2 separate regions of the Mus musculus genome follow, and region 1 is linked to region 2. Evidence: chromatin contacts called from public Hi-C data. All regions are on one chromosome and are shown on one strand. The core of a region is the stretch at or near the end of the contact, and the rest is flanking DNA. Distances in the headings are between cores, read along the strand shown.

What was found. A called contact is a pair of places that touch in the nucleus more often than the background predicts.
Region 1: a contact with region 2 is called in a Hi-C map of muscle stem cells, with 4 times the contacts expected there. The contact joins two enhancer-like sites. A contact is called at or near these places in 1 of 15 datasets of contacts at CTCF or cohesin (the NIH/3T3 cell line), 2 of 484 Hi-C or Micro-C datasets (muscle stem cells and uterus) and 1 of 115 datasets of contacts at active chromatin or transcription factors (embryonic fibroblasts).

What each region holds. Positions count from the first base shown.
Region 1 is chr1:45,625,059-45,628,304 of GRCm38.p6, reverse strand. No RefSeq gene overlaps it. Among named protein-coding and RNA genes, the nearest start is that of Gm23216, 59 kb to the left of the region's middle. Within about 2 kb of position 1,449, at least 57 of the 459 cell types and tissues checked have an H3K27ac peak or open chromatin away from gene starts, as enhancers often do. A contact at or near this core is called in the NIH/3T3 cell line, embryonic fibroblasts, muscle stem cells and 1 more, where this site is marked.
Region 2 is chr1:45,354,518-45,357,378 of GRCm38.p6, reverse strand. No RefSeq gene overlaps it. Among named protein-coding and RNA genes, the nearest start is that of Col3a1, 44 kb to the right of the region's middle. Within about 2 kb of position 1,253, at least 53 of the 459 cell types and tissues checked have an H3K27ac peak or open chromatin away from gene starts, as enhancers often do. A contact at or near this core is called in the NIH/3T3 cell line, embryonic fibroblasts, muscle stem cells and 1 more, where this site is marked.

The DNA.
Region 1 (3,246 bases), core at 200-2,699, 270 kb before region 2:
ATGAGCACACATCACTCTTTACCTTCAGATGTTTTCAAGATCAAATGGAAGACAGTCAAGTTCACTCTTTGTTATGTGCAGAGAAAGACAAAAGCTGGAATTATCTGGAATAATTTGGTCATGTACTTCTGGTCATCAGTATGTTACCACATGCTGCACTGAAAGCACGGAAGGGAAGCACTCAGCCTCTTTCTGTATGTTCATGACTCATGTATCCAGGTCAAGTCCCGCTGGGCACTTGTCACTTCATAAACAGCAGGGGGCAACCTTTCCTTTCTGATCTTTCTCTCCACAAAGATGTTCTTGGATTTTGTTGAAGTTCCCAGAGTTCTCTTGGGGCATGTGATACCCAAAGTTGGAAATTATTAAATAGTTTGGATTCATAAAGGGTGAAATATATCCCTATGTTCACAGTCCTCAAAGTATTTGAGAAATTCTTAGGTGAGTAAGTTTAAAATCCAAATAGCAAAACTGAAGTTAGTGAATTTGTTGTTAATTTACAAAGCTGAAGGAAAATATTTTTTGAAATAAAGTGACCCAACAATCCCCACAATTTCAAACAGTTTGCAGTGAGATGAGTAAAAGATGCCAATTTGACAACTATGAAGGTCTAACAGAATGCTTTCTGCATTTCTGCAGGTTCTATACATGTATGACTGAACTTCAATGTGGATTGCTTGTATGTGTGTATATATCTATCCCATAATCTCCAGCATCAGATGTTTTTCTTTTCTTGTCTTTCTAGAGGGTTTGCAACTTCAGTGTATGAAAGTACCAGGATTTGTATGGTCTTCTTTGTACCATGTGTCCTTGTCAAATGAAGTTCACACTTGTCTAACTGGAGAAGATTGCTTAGAGAGTATAAGACATGTTTTCCCACGAAACAAATATAGGTATCTTGGTATTATCCTAACTTAATATCTGATAGGTAAACATTCTTTTAAAAGTTTATCTTGTCTGTGTTCATTTTTAGACATAATAGCTAATAATTCTTACAAAGAAAATTGTAAGTCTAAAACTATTTTGTGTTTTAGAATAATTTTTTTCTTTGCAAGAAATAAAACATTTCTAATATTTTAAATTTTAAACAATCTCTGTGTTTTATTTTTGAACTTGGAAGAAAATACAAAGTTACTTATAAGAAACATTTATTCACTTAAAGTAAGTTTTTGCAGACTGCATTTTACTGTTGAATGAGTGCCATAAAGCCTTCTAAAATCGCTGAATCCTGGAACTCTATCTGTGCTGTGGAGTATCTTGTTTGTGCCAGTATCTCACTGCTCTCAAAGGTCCTTTCCTGGCTGCAGTTTAGTATGACTACCTCCTGTTTTTCTCTCCAAGTGCCTCCCATGGAAATTCTTGAAAAATAAAGCAACGTTTCAACCCACACTTTAATGAGTGGACTGGAATCTCTATTCCATTAGCTATCTCAGAAGTGACTCATAGAATTGTCTAGCCTGTGCTTTCCTAACATTTTCCATCCACTCTAAGTTATTTCTTCATCTTTACTACTTGAGTGCTTTACATATTTGCCAGCTGAAGAACTGGAAATAAATGAGATCTATAGTTTCAAATTTGAATGTGTTGTTTGGGCTTTTAAAATGAAGCCCTGGTGATCTAGTATCTGGCAGAAATACCTTCAGAAAATTGGGCAGTTAGAATACAAGTTACTCAGCTACAATTTGCTTACTGTGAAGGCAAGCCCATGCAGTCTACTGTTTTCTTTTGTATCCATTCCTTTATTTGTTACCATTTGTTTCTGTGGAAGCACCTTTAGACACCCAAAGTATCTAGGTACTTCATTCAAAACAAGTACTGCCCTATCAGATAGGGTAGTGTCAGAAATACAAGACAAATGGGACATTACGATTGAGGAGGCTTCAAGTGTGTTCCCTGAGACAACGAAAGGAGGTGGAGCATACACTAATGAGCTGATCACTCGTTTACTTCATGGAGATTCTCACGTTCACATGAGAAATATGTGTAAATGCTATAGAGGACTGAGAAATTATTAAAAAAAAAGAAACAACTGATAAAAGTCATCTCCTTGTTGACACACATCTAAAATCTCTGCTCCCTTCACTTTAGCATTCCACTTTACCCGTAACCCAGAAGCTATGTCTCAGACACGTTCTTGATCAGCAGCAGAGTGCTTTGTGGGGAGACATGGAATAAATGACTCAGGATCTTGGCAGTTCCGCTGTGGCAGTTGTTGCGGTATGTGACCTCCTGAAAATCAGTTATTTCAGCTCAAGTTCAAGTTTTCTCTCTAAAAAAATTATAGTGTTTTCTGACTTGTCTATCACATGATATTTTTTGTTTTGAGCATCAAATGAAAGAGTATGGGAGTAGAGGGAAGCCCTATAGATGGTTCCGTTTGTCTTAGCTTTCTATTGAGGGACAGACTCTGAAATTACAAGCTGGAAAGAGTTTTTAAGGACTTTGTTAGGTAAAGTAGAGCTAACTTCCCCCCTCCCCCCAGGCTTTGGGGAATAGGACATTTGCGCATCGTGCAGCCTATCTAAGCAGACAGATGCTTACAATGATGAACAACAATTGACAGAAAAATACATTCCTTCTTAAATAAGACCATAGGAAGTTTGTGTTATCCTAGCATAACTTACCTTGCTCTTTAGGCTTTTAAGAGCTGACTATTGTTTGTTGCCTTAGAAACAAAAGGCTGGGGAATTAAACAAAGAGAATTAAAGGTCTTTACTGGTCCTACAAGTGATAACTTACTATGCTTTGAAAAAAACTCTACATGTCAAATTATATTTAATAAGATATTTGGGTAGAGAAAACTAGTAGCATGGAAAATATTGTTATATAAAAATATGTTTTGTAGTACTAGAATAATGATATTTTTGACTGAAGCAGGTAGTTTCTCACTATGTATTGAGCATTTTTTTCCAATTTTTTATTAGGTATTTTCTTCATTTACATTTCAAATGCTATCCCAAAAGTCCCCATATACCCTCCCCCCTCCTTCCGCTCCCCTACCCACCCACTCCCACTTCTTGGCCCTGGCATTCCCCTGTACTGGGACATATAAAGTTTGCAAGACCAAGGGGTCTCTCTTCCCAATGATGGCCGACTAGGCCATCTTCTGCTACAAATGCAGCTAGAGACATGAGCTCTGGAGGTAATGGTTAGGTCATATTGTTGTTCCACCTATAGGGTTGCAGACCCCTTTAGCTCCTTGAGTACTTTCTCTAGCTCCTCCATTGGGGGCCCTGAGCATTCTTA
Region 2 (2,861 bases), core at 4-2,503:
AAGTAGAACCTAAAGGAAAGGCCATCCAGAGACTGCCCCACCTAGGGATCCATCCCATCTGCTGGCACCAAACCCAGACACTACTGCTGATGCCAATAAGTGCTTACTGACAGGAGACTGGTATAGCTGTCCCCGAGAGGCTCTGCCAGAGACTGACTAACACAGATGTGGATGTATGCAGTCAAACATATATGTATGCAGTGCAGAACCCCAATGGAGAAGTTAGGGCAAGGACTGTAGGAGCTGAAGTGGTTTGTGACCCTATAGGAAGATCAACAATATCAACCAACCAGTTCCTGCAAAGCTCCCAGGGACTAAACTACCAACCAAAGAGTACACATGGGAGGATCTATGGCTCCAGCTAGATATGTACCAGAGGATTGCCTTAGCAGGCATCACTGGGAGGGGAGCCCCTTGGTTCTTTGGAGGCTCCACTACCCAGGGTAGGGGAATGATAGGACGCTGAGGCAGGAGTGGGTGGGTGAGGGGAGTGGGAAGCACCCTCATAGAGGCAGGGAGGAGGGGGAAGAGGATGGGAGCTTGTGGAGGGGAAAGTGGGAAGGGGGTAACATTTGAAATGTGAACAAAATAACCAATAAACGTTAAAAAATTAAATGGAGACTCAAGTAGAGGAAGACAGGACTGTGGGTGGTAATGTGAACAATTTTCTCACTTATAAAGAAAGGCAGTTGGAGATTCAGAATGACTACAATTGTTAGTTTAATGTGGAAAAAAAATGTAACGTGAATTGGAAACATCTGTATTCAGAATTGAAGCTCTAAGGGTCAAGAGAATCCAGAGGTCCAGAGCACTGTGAGTCCTCTTACAGGTTTCTTTGTGTGATGTTGACCCTGGAAGGCTCTGAAGAACAGCTATGGTCTTGACTTCAGAGAGACTTTTCTGGCTCTAGTGAAAGCAAATTCAAGAGAAAATTTGAAAACCAGACTCATTTGTTTTATCATAACAGCAATGGTATCTGCCTCCTGTTTCATTTCCTTTTTGTCCCTATAGCCTCTGTCAGTTTTCAAAATTAAATCTTCCTATTTTTAAGTTAAACTCTGAAGTCTCAACCCAGCTTTGCCCACATTATCCTTTCATAAGTATCTTGCCCCATAACTGTATGTTCTGTTCTCTGAGGTCATTGTTTTTGAGACAGCTGATTTCATCGGCCATCTGTACAAGGATACTTTCCACATGTTCTTAGCTACCCCTTGACCTACTATTCTCCAATTAGTCACACATTTCATCATGTTCAGCCACCCTTCCAAATGAATCACTTTCGTGTCTAAGTGCCACGTAGGAGGCTGTGAGAAAGCCTAGAGTGGAGCAACTTTGCACTTAATGTTTCTTTTAAGGAGACCTCGCCCACATGGCTGTTGAAGACATGACTTCAGTTGACTATTCTCTTGTTCATCCTATTTCACAGCATATGTCTCTATGCTTTTTGACTCTTTCTCAGAATAAGTCCTTGAAGAAATGTGCTGCATTCCTTGCTCTGAGGGTTGTGACATCTTTTCCTGTAAATTGTCCTTTGTCTTTCTTCCATCATAAATATTGCTGTTTTTATGCTTTGTTCCCTTTGAAACTCATTCTGAATCCCCAGTGTGTGATATTAAAAGATGAGCTTAGGTCAAATCGCCTTCCAAGTCAGTGGTTCTCAACCTTTCTAATGTCAATGACACTTTAACACAGCTCTTCATGTTGTGGTGTCCCCCAACCATAAAATAATTTCGTTGCAACTTTATAACTATAATTTTGCTATGAATTATGCCAAGAACCAAATTTACATGCTAAGCTAAATCATTTAGAACACAGAGCCTCTTCTACTCATAAAGATCACATCTTATTATGGGGCCTAAAAAAGCCTTTAAAGCCACATTCTGGTCCAGAGGTCCACCTGGATCAAGTTTTTTTTAAGTCTCTAGTCTTATTTAGCTCACTGGACTGTAAAACATTGTTGCATCTGGCATGACCTATCTCCTCAATAATCTATGTCTTTCCTCTATTGTATCCCAGGTTCTGATATTCATAAAGATCTCAGATGACAAGCAAGTGTCCCTGCTGGCTTCTATGAGTCCATTCATCAGAGACTGACTTCCCTAGTTTCATCTCAGGTTATGCAGCCTTTGCTTCAAAGAGGAATGTGAAGTCATAGCACACACTTAAAGAGCAAGCAGACTGATCCTATCTCCCTCCACGAGTCACAGTCCCATGAGCCAGGCTGTGAGGACTTGTGTTATTCCTTGTTTAAAAGTCAAGCACTATGCATGCTGATTCGTTTGTAATTATCAGATATTTCTTATGCTGGGGGCATAGGTTAGGTTTCTGTGTGTCTTTTCAACTATGATTTCCATTTCTTTTGTATTAAAGTGCAGAACTTAGTGGAGTCTTAAAGGCTGTCTACATTCCTCTCTTCCCACTATTGGCCTAGGTTTCAAGGTTTTAAATTAGAGGAAGCACATATCTCATAGGTCTTCTTTTTCCTTGCCAACTATGAGGAACAACAAGCAAACATCTCCATTTCATCCCGCTATCCTTTTATTTTTTCCTGTCAAATCAGACATGGATGCAGGTCTCTTTTCCATTGTAATTCCTCCCCTTTGTGGAAAGTTCTTACGGTATAGACAGCTGAGCCTCAGTTTTTGGTCTTATTATCCATAACTCAGGCGACTCAGCAGCCTTCATGGTCTGCATACAGTCAAATATACATGTACTTCTCAGGAACTATTTTCATTGTACTCAATATAAGTCATTTGAGGTGCATTCTTATATTTGTTTGACAGATTTATTCATCAAGGAAAAAATGCCACCCAATACCATGTAAAAAAATAAAATTAAATAAAAGAAAAACAGGTTTTAGA